Linked DNA regions of Danio rerio: region 1 is linked to region 2. Evidence: chromatin contacts called from public Hi-C data. All regions are on one chromosome and are shown on one strand. Each heading gives the region's core, a stretch centred on a gene start, on an enhancer-like site or on the middle of the called end of the contact. The rest is flanking DNA. Distances are from core to core; before and after follow the strand shown.

Evidence for each region. Hi-C and Micro-C count contacts between places; a contact is called where the count stands out from the background.
Region 1: a Hi-C map of embryo shows a contact between it and region 2, with 2.2 times the contacts expected there. The contact joins the promoter of si:ch211-132d3.4 here to the enhancer-like site in region 2. A contact is called at or near these places in 9 of 18 Hi-C or Micro-C datasets (caudal fin, embryo, hematopoietic stem cells and 1 more) and 2 of 4 datasets of contacts at active chromatin or transcription factors (caudal fin and embryo).

The regions. Positions count from the first base shown.
Region 1 is chr7:14,381,385-14,385,633 of GRCz12tu, forward strand. si:ch211-132d3.4 (a long non-coding RNA gene) reads right to left here and starts at 2,861. Exons shown (of 5, transcript NR_186720.1): 1 at 2,418-2,861; 2 at 981-1,166. It overlaps mir9-6 (microRNA 9-6), which reads right to left and starts at 1,121; the gene lies at 1,034-1,121.
Region 2 is chr7:14,312,444-14,316,353 of GRCz12tu, forward strand. No RefSeq gene overlaps it. Among named protein-coding and RNA genes, the nearest start is that of rhcga, 19 kb to the left of the region's middle. Within about 2 kb of position 1,993, at least 11 of the 62 cell types and tissues checked have an H3K27ac peak or open chromatin away from gene starts, as enhancers often do.

The sequences.
Region 1 (4,249 bases), core at 1,611-4,110, 70 kb after region 2:
TGTCAATTCTATATTTAAGGCTAGAGATTTAAACCTTTTACCTTTTCTGTCGGTAGGCTAAATGAACGTATAAGTGTGAAGAGCACCAACACGAAGAAAGCCATTTTGTTGACACAAACATTTCACCTTTTCATCGTCTCATCCAGTGTTGGATGACGAAATTTCCAACAGTTTGATTTAGGAGCTGATTTATCTTCGAATGTTTATCGAATAGTTACAAAATACACAATAATGATAGTATAGATCAAACCGAGATCGAGCTAATGCATGCGTATTAAAAGCAGGCCTCATTTTACCCGCGTCAGAGGCTGGATAACAGCAGCAATGGCTTTTAGGCCTACCTGTTTCAGGTAAAGATAGCCTAAATGGGGATTTGTGGAAGTGGGTTTGCGAAATAGCTGGAAAGTTTCTAAACTTTTTATAAAGGTTAACAATGCATGTCATGTACAGAAATTATTTTCATTTGCACGAAAATCAAAATAGGCTACATATACACGATATAGGCCTAGTCTATGAACAAATATTAATAATTTTAAACAGTTTTAATTAGTATTTTATGTGCAATTATATCAACATTGCAGTTTTGCCATGTGCTACTTATCTACTAATCTGACGATCGAATCAGTCTATTCTTTCATTTTCATCCCTTTATAATTAATTATCATACTAAATAACTTTCTTAAAATCAAAACCACCATTCATGAAAATCGACGTGTAACTTTACAAATCAATTAATGAATAAAACAAGCATTACTGTCACTTTAGATAATATGTTAACTATAGAGGCGCTATGTTTAACAAATGTTTTCCTATTGCAATCGTGAAAATATCCACAAACAAAACCCTAAGCAAAATGCGCATTTAAGAAGATAAAACATTCCTTATGGCCTATACACACACACACACACACACACACACGATCTTTACATTGCAGTGAATTAATCTGGCAGTGTATGACTCACACAGAAGGCCTTGCTTACCTCATGCAGATTCCCTGCGATCATTGCATCCCATTCAACTTGTATGCAGTTAAGGAGGACGTTTCTACTTTCGGTTATCTAGCTTTATGAAGGCAGATAAACACTCATACAGCTAGATAACCAAAGATAGCAACTACCTCCTGTCAAAACTTTTTTGTAAAAAGTGGAACATCTCATAAAGTTGACCTGATAAACGAAAACAGGGTTAATGCGCAATAAATACATTACAGTCACTCTTTTAATAGTCTTGTAAATGCTGTTAACAACTCAAGTGCTGAATGGACTTGAGAGATTCCCCAGCCCTTCAGCACGTGCTGAAGAAGACACTATCCACAATAGCGGGCCTGAAGTTGCGGTTTCAGCCTGGATGCTTTTCCAATTGGAGTTATTGTCGAGGTTTTCATTCATCAGCCCGATTTTTAAAAGGGATTATGTCCCTTCTGGTCACTCATAATCTTAAAATAATTAATAAATAATGGCCATTATTAGGCCTCCACATGCATAATTATATCTTCAGGTCCTGCATTTTAAATTATATTTCCGCAGACTGCAATAAGGCCTTTCGTTCAACTCTTTGTACCTTACTTCCCGCACAATTATTCGCCATAATACCAAAGTAGTGGAAGATAAATATTAATAATACTTTTTTTTATTTAACCCGGATGAACATTTAGTGAGTATTTAAATAGTTTACTTTTCTGTAAGTTAGCTATACTGTACCCACGTTTCCCTCACGTATAGTGACGTCACATTACTTCATATACTGCTAAACAAGCATGCTGTTATATATAAAAAGTACATATTACGCTTTTTAAACAATTAAATAAATGCATAATGTATTGTGTAATAAAATATAAGCGCGCAAGGTTGGCTCAATTTTCACACACTGTCTAATAAACACGGATTATAAATATTTAAAAGAGAAATGCAATGAATGGATTACGCTTCACCATAAAATACTAACCCCTAATTTTAAGATTAAGATCTACAAAACACGTGTATCGTTTATATAACACAAATTAACTTATTTAAGGTTATATAGCTTCTATATCGCAGTCACGTTATTATTAAACATATACGCATGCAATATATTTAATTGAAATGTCCCAGATATTAAAGATTCACCTTGAGAGAGTGTACAAAGTGTATAGACAGTGTTGAGAGGGCCACATGCACTTACCACTGAACATGGCCTTGTCTATCATATGGGGTCAGCTATGAATAGTTCCCGTAAAACGTTAGATTCATGCATTTTTACAAATACGCATAATATATTTAGTGTTCAGTCATCTTACTGATTGCTGTCTATAAGTGGAATAAGTTATTGTGACCTCAACAGTTATACGAGTCAGTTCATGTACAATAATAATAGTAATAATAATACAAACGCACAAAGATATATGGGTAGAAATCATTTAGGTAATTTAAAAATCTTACTTTTAACAATTGACGCACATATTCCTCACTGTCAGAAAGTAAAACTACGAGTGGCCGTGTGTCGGGGACAAATAGAGGTTCCCGTTCAAGAACATGACGCTAAAAAATCTGTGGAAACATCTATAGCCAAACGCCAAACTCTTCGGTGCATCTCTTCGGCGACGCGTTTTCCCATTCAAAAAAAACTCGCAGTCCTCAAGTATTCGGCCATCGAATATTGCGTCTCAGCCATCCAGAGAACGGAACAGGCAATTTAATTTCCAAGATGGGGATTTCATCCCTTGAAAAGCATGCTTACGGTGTTCGTGCGCGCACAGACGCGAGCTTTACTTTATGAAAACCGCGCACGAGTGTGAGCTGCACGCGATGTTCTCGTTCCCTTGCCTCCTGCGCGCTCTGTGGATGCGATGTTGTCTCTCTCCAGCTCGAGAGAGTCTAGTTTCTGACTAAATGCATCCTCCTCTGGCAGTTCTCTCCTGCAGTGACGTCACTCCAGCAGCAGGCAGCCGAGCGGCCAATCATAAGCCCACGCGCGTGCTCCTTTTCTCCATCTCTCTCTCTCTCTTTCCAGCGCGCGCGCTTTCTCGGTTCGCCGAGTGCGCGCGCGCCAGAGTGTCGCCTATAGGTTGCAGAGTTCCTATAGTAACCCAAAATGAGTTACAAGTCATACCTGTAAATTAAAACGTGCAAGTTTTGCCTTTTAAAATTAGTAAGCGGTTTAGCTAATATGTTTTAAGATATCAGACTTGAGAGAGTGTTATATGTAGTCTGCTTGGTTATCATGTTATATTCGCACATATTTAGTCCACACGGTATAACTCATTATGTGTATCATGCAATCTGTTACATGCTATTATGTGTCCTTTAATTCGTGCTGAAGCTTCTGAAAATCAAGTATGTGTTAAAAAAAGTGTTATTTTAGGCCAAGAATCCGCTTTATTCGACAAAGGAATGCATGTAATAGCTCTGTATAAAAATATGTATAGGCCTATATATGAGAATTTTTGTGATTAATATTGTTGTTGGATAATGCTGATATACAATGATTATAATATTATCTGCCGACCTTTTGCGACCTTTTTTTACATCAAGTCTTATTTTAAAAAATGACGTTGCATTGTACATTTATAGAAAAGTGAATTTCTTATTGTTAAATTTCTTCACTGTTTGTACAATTTAATAGATATTAGGAAGCAGATATTTTAGATATTGTATTGATAAAAAAGGCTTATTTCTGATTGATTCGCAACTTAAAAATAAAGGTGCATTGATGATTAAACGAAAAGCATCCAATTGCATTGCGCAAATGTAAATTGTTCTTTAGTAATGTTATTTAAACTATGATTCTTATGTTGCATTGCAATACAAAACGCTCATTTAGAACCCTTATTTTTGATAGTTTAGATTTTCTGATTATTAATTATGGCGCGCGTTTTTATTCATTTGGGAATTGCTTAACCAAAATGACTAATTCATAAAAGCCAGAGAATTTCTCTGCTTTAATTAGTAAACACTTAAAAATTGAGGTGCCAAGAAGAACCTAAAAGGATTTTCCACAGTGATAGAATCACATTTGGTCCACCAAAGAACCTTTTAGTGAAAAGTTCCTCAAAGAATGTCCAAAGATTTTCTTTAAGGGTTTTGTGGATGCTAGAGGTGCTGCACCATCGATGCTTGATCCCCCCTCCATATCTTTGCTACACGTTGGACAAATATATTTCAAATACGCACTTTATTTCCCAAATATTCAAACTATCTTATTGCTTGTGCAATGTGACATTCTGAGCTCCAATTCTTGTTGTGCTAGAACTGTTTTTAACTATTGGCCTATA
Region 2 (3,910 bases), core at 743-3,242:
GAAAACACACGCCAACTCAGGGAGAACATGCAAACTCCACAAAGAAATGCCAACTGGCTCAGCCAGGATTCCAATCATCAACCTTCTTGCTTGAGGCGACAGTGCTTACCACTGAGACACTATGCCACCCGATTTTAACCAACACCCCAAAAATAATGACCCATAATAACAACATAAAAAACAAACCATAATCTATAGTCTTTTTTAGACAGTGTCTTGAAAACATCTGCTGTTCAAAGATCTTATAATCCTCTTTAAAAGGTCTGCTGTGTTGCATTTAATGTCTGAAAATAGATGTCTAGATATTTTGAATATTAGAAAAGTCTCTAATAAATACTGTACTACTTCCAGGTGTAAACACACACCTCAAATGGATGTCTACATGATGTACATGTGGTATCAGGTATAAATGGTGACTCTTCTGTAGAATTGATGGACACTGCACACTACCTAACAAAAGTCCTGTCGTCGTCAGTTGTAAGAGCAACAAATAATACCTTGACTTCTAGTTGATCATAATGAAAAGTGTCAGAAGGTCGATTTTTCAGATGAATCATCTGTTGAACTGCATCCCGACCATCACAAATACTGCAAAAGACCTGAACCAGCATAGACTCAGTTAAATTTGATAAAGGAAAAATCATGGTTTGGGGTTACATTCAGTATGGGGGTGTGCGAGAGATCTGCAGAGTGGATGGCAACATCAACAGCCTGAGGTATCAAGACATTTGTGCTGCCCATTACATTACAAAACACAGGAGAGGGCAAATTCTTCAGCAGGATAGCGCTCCTTATCATACTTCATCCTCCACATCAAAGTTCCTGAAAGCAAAGAAAGTGAAGGTGCTCCAGGATTGGCCAGCACAGTCACCAGACATGAACATTATTGAGCATGTCTGGGGTAAGATGAAGGAGGAGGCATTAAAGATGAATTCAAAGAATCTTGATGAACTCTGAGAGTCCTGCAAGAGCGCTTTCTTTGCCATTCCAGATGACTTTATTAATCAGTGATTTGAGTCACTGGAGAGATTTATAGATGCAGTCCTCCAAGCTCATGGGAGTCATACACAATATTAATTATTTTGCCACTGCAGTATGTCTTTATATTCTATACTGTACATTATTTCTGTTAAGTGACAAGACTTTTGTCTAAGCAAAGTCAGACCTTGCTGTCCCAATTAAATAATTAAAAATCAAGGCATGATCATATTTTATTTGGGTAAAATAAGCGTAATCTAGAGGCCTTTGCCTTTCATAGAAGCCACTTCTGATACTAATGATTAACTAAACGGTCAAGTTATTATTTATTGTTTTTAAAACTTGGATAGGTGACAAGACATTTATCAGGTAGTGTACAAGTATGCTATTACTGTATTTTACATTTTTATTATTTGTATTTTTGAGTTCATCTGTGTATTTTATAACAATCTGATTCAGTTACCAAAATATTAACTGTTGTCTTATCTTGTAATGCAATATTTAAATTATTAAAATTGTTACTTTCCCATAGAGAAGAGAAACGAGAGGTGGAGCCTGGAGTTGAGAACCGACCACCACAATTGCAATTGAGCCAATGGTCTGAAAGCAGGAGAGCCGAGGTCAAATCCCTTCTCCTCTCTAATCAAACAAGTCTGCATGGGACGGGGGGTCGGGGTGTCGCTCCTGTAACAGAGATGTCCTGCTTTAATCCCCTGTGTGAAGGCAAGCGGGACGCAGGCGGGCAGGTGGGACGACCCGGCCTTAGTTTACTCTGAAAAGACCTGCCAGAGGAGCTGGAGCGCCCACAGATCTGCACTTGGATCACATAGCTCAGAGGCTGTGTGTGGAACCACTTGGCCTGCCATTGTCCCGCACGTCTGAAAGCCTGTAATCAGATTAAAGATTGCCAGGATGAAGGGGGCTAGTTTTTCTTTCTCTTTCTGCAAGGGAGCGGGGAGGGAGATTTCAGCCCCTCTAATCAGTACCTGCCATTGAAGAGCAGGAGAGGAGCTAAATAACTCGGCAGGGAGTGTGGGTACAAGGGCCTCATGGACAAATTGGCCTGTTGTTGCTTGGGTATAATGGTGGGCAGTGAGTGGGGGGGTGCGCTGGAGGAAAGGTGGTGTCTTTCATTCAGCGCTCTTTCCCCTCCTGACCTGATAATTATATCACTCTTAAGGCCTGATTGGCACTGGCTGATTGGTACATCTGTGCTGATAGACCTTTTTAGCCACGATCTGTCACTGAATCCTTCGTTACTTGTGGCTGGGAGGGGGAGAAACCTGTTATTTTGCTTGGGGTCTCGGTGATGAAGGTGTTGTTTAAAGGTTGAAAAAGGTTTCTCAATGAATTGTAGAGGATTTAGGACCAGCCTAAAAACTGAAAAGTGATTATTTCATTTTATTTCATTTATTGTCCTTTAATTTAGTCCCTTTATCTATTAGGGGTCACCACAGAGGAATGAACCACCAACTTATCCAACATATGTTTTACACAGCGATTGCCCTTCCAGCTGCAACCCAGTACTGGGAAACATCCATACACACTCATTCAAACACATACACTACAGTGAATTTAGTCTATTCAATTCATCTATAGTGCATGTATTTGGACTGTGGTGGAAATTCCTTCCATTTATACAGAGCTTTTCTAGACACTCAAAGTGCTTTACACAATGGGGGAACTTTCTCATCCACCACCAGTGTGCAGCATCCACCTGGATGATGCGACGGGAGCCATATTGTGCCAGACCGCACACCACACACCAGCTGATTGTTGGAGAGGAGACAGAGTGATGAAGCCAATTATGATATGGTTAGGATGGTTAGGAGGTCATGATGGACAAATTTGATGGTCACATTTGGCCAGGATACCCCTATACTTTTTTTTAAAGGACATCCTGTGATTTTTAATGACTACAGACAGTCAGGACCTCCAATTAACATCTCAGCTGAAAGACAGCACTCACTGAGCAGTATAGAGTCTCTATCAATATACTGGGGCGTTAGGACCCACACAGACTGGAGGTTGAGCGCCACTTCCGGCAGCAACCTAGCTTCCATGAGGTCTTCCAGGTACTTCCAGGTCTTCAGGCACTGACCAGGCGAGAGTTGTAGAGAGCTAGCTTTTGGCAATTTTTTAAATATAATTCAAGACAACTGAATTGGAAGTTCTAAAATAATCACAAAAACCAGCGCACTTCCGCATCGCAGAATAAAGCCAATAGGCATGAGCGAGTACCTGACAACCAAAATAACAATGATGGACTGCAAGCAGGGCTGACACATCCATTGAGACGACCCAGAAGACACTGCCAACCCCTTCACTTCCTGAACCGGTCACTTCCGTTTTCACTTTCGGGTTGAGGGTGGCGTGATCATCATGCTCCGGCCCTGACAACAAGACAAATACAGACACTATCAGCAACCTGATTTTACCAAGTAGGACATGTTCCTAGATTAACTTCTATGTTGATCCTGGAAGAACATTCTAATAAGCCAATCAGAACAGTTTATGTTATCTTTAGCTTATGGTTAGGTTTATGCATCTCCACATGATTGTTTTCCAACTATTCGTCACCTTAGATTTATAAGGTTCTATCTGATATTTTTGTCAAAATTGAGTTATTGACATATTCTTATTAAATGACAACCTATTTACATTATGTGCAAATTAAATAAAATTAAATGAAAAAACTTTAAAGCTCATTATCTCCAGATAATTCATAACACAGATAGAACCTTTTAATTCCAAGGTGATGTATTGTTCCCCTCTGATATTTAGAATAATTCACAGTTATGGTTGGGTTTAGGGGTAGGGAATAGGTATGGATTATATTTTCGAACAAAAAAGATGTTCCAGGATCAACATAGATGTTAATCCAGGATTGCAACATGTCACTGCAAGGATTCATACTCAGCATTTTTCGCCT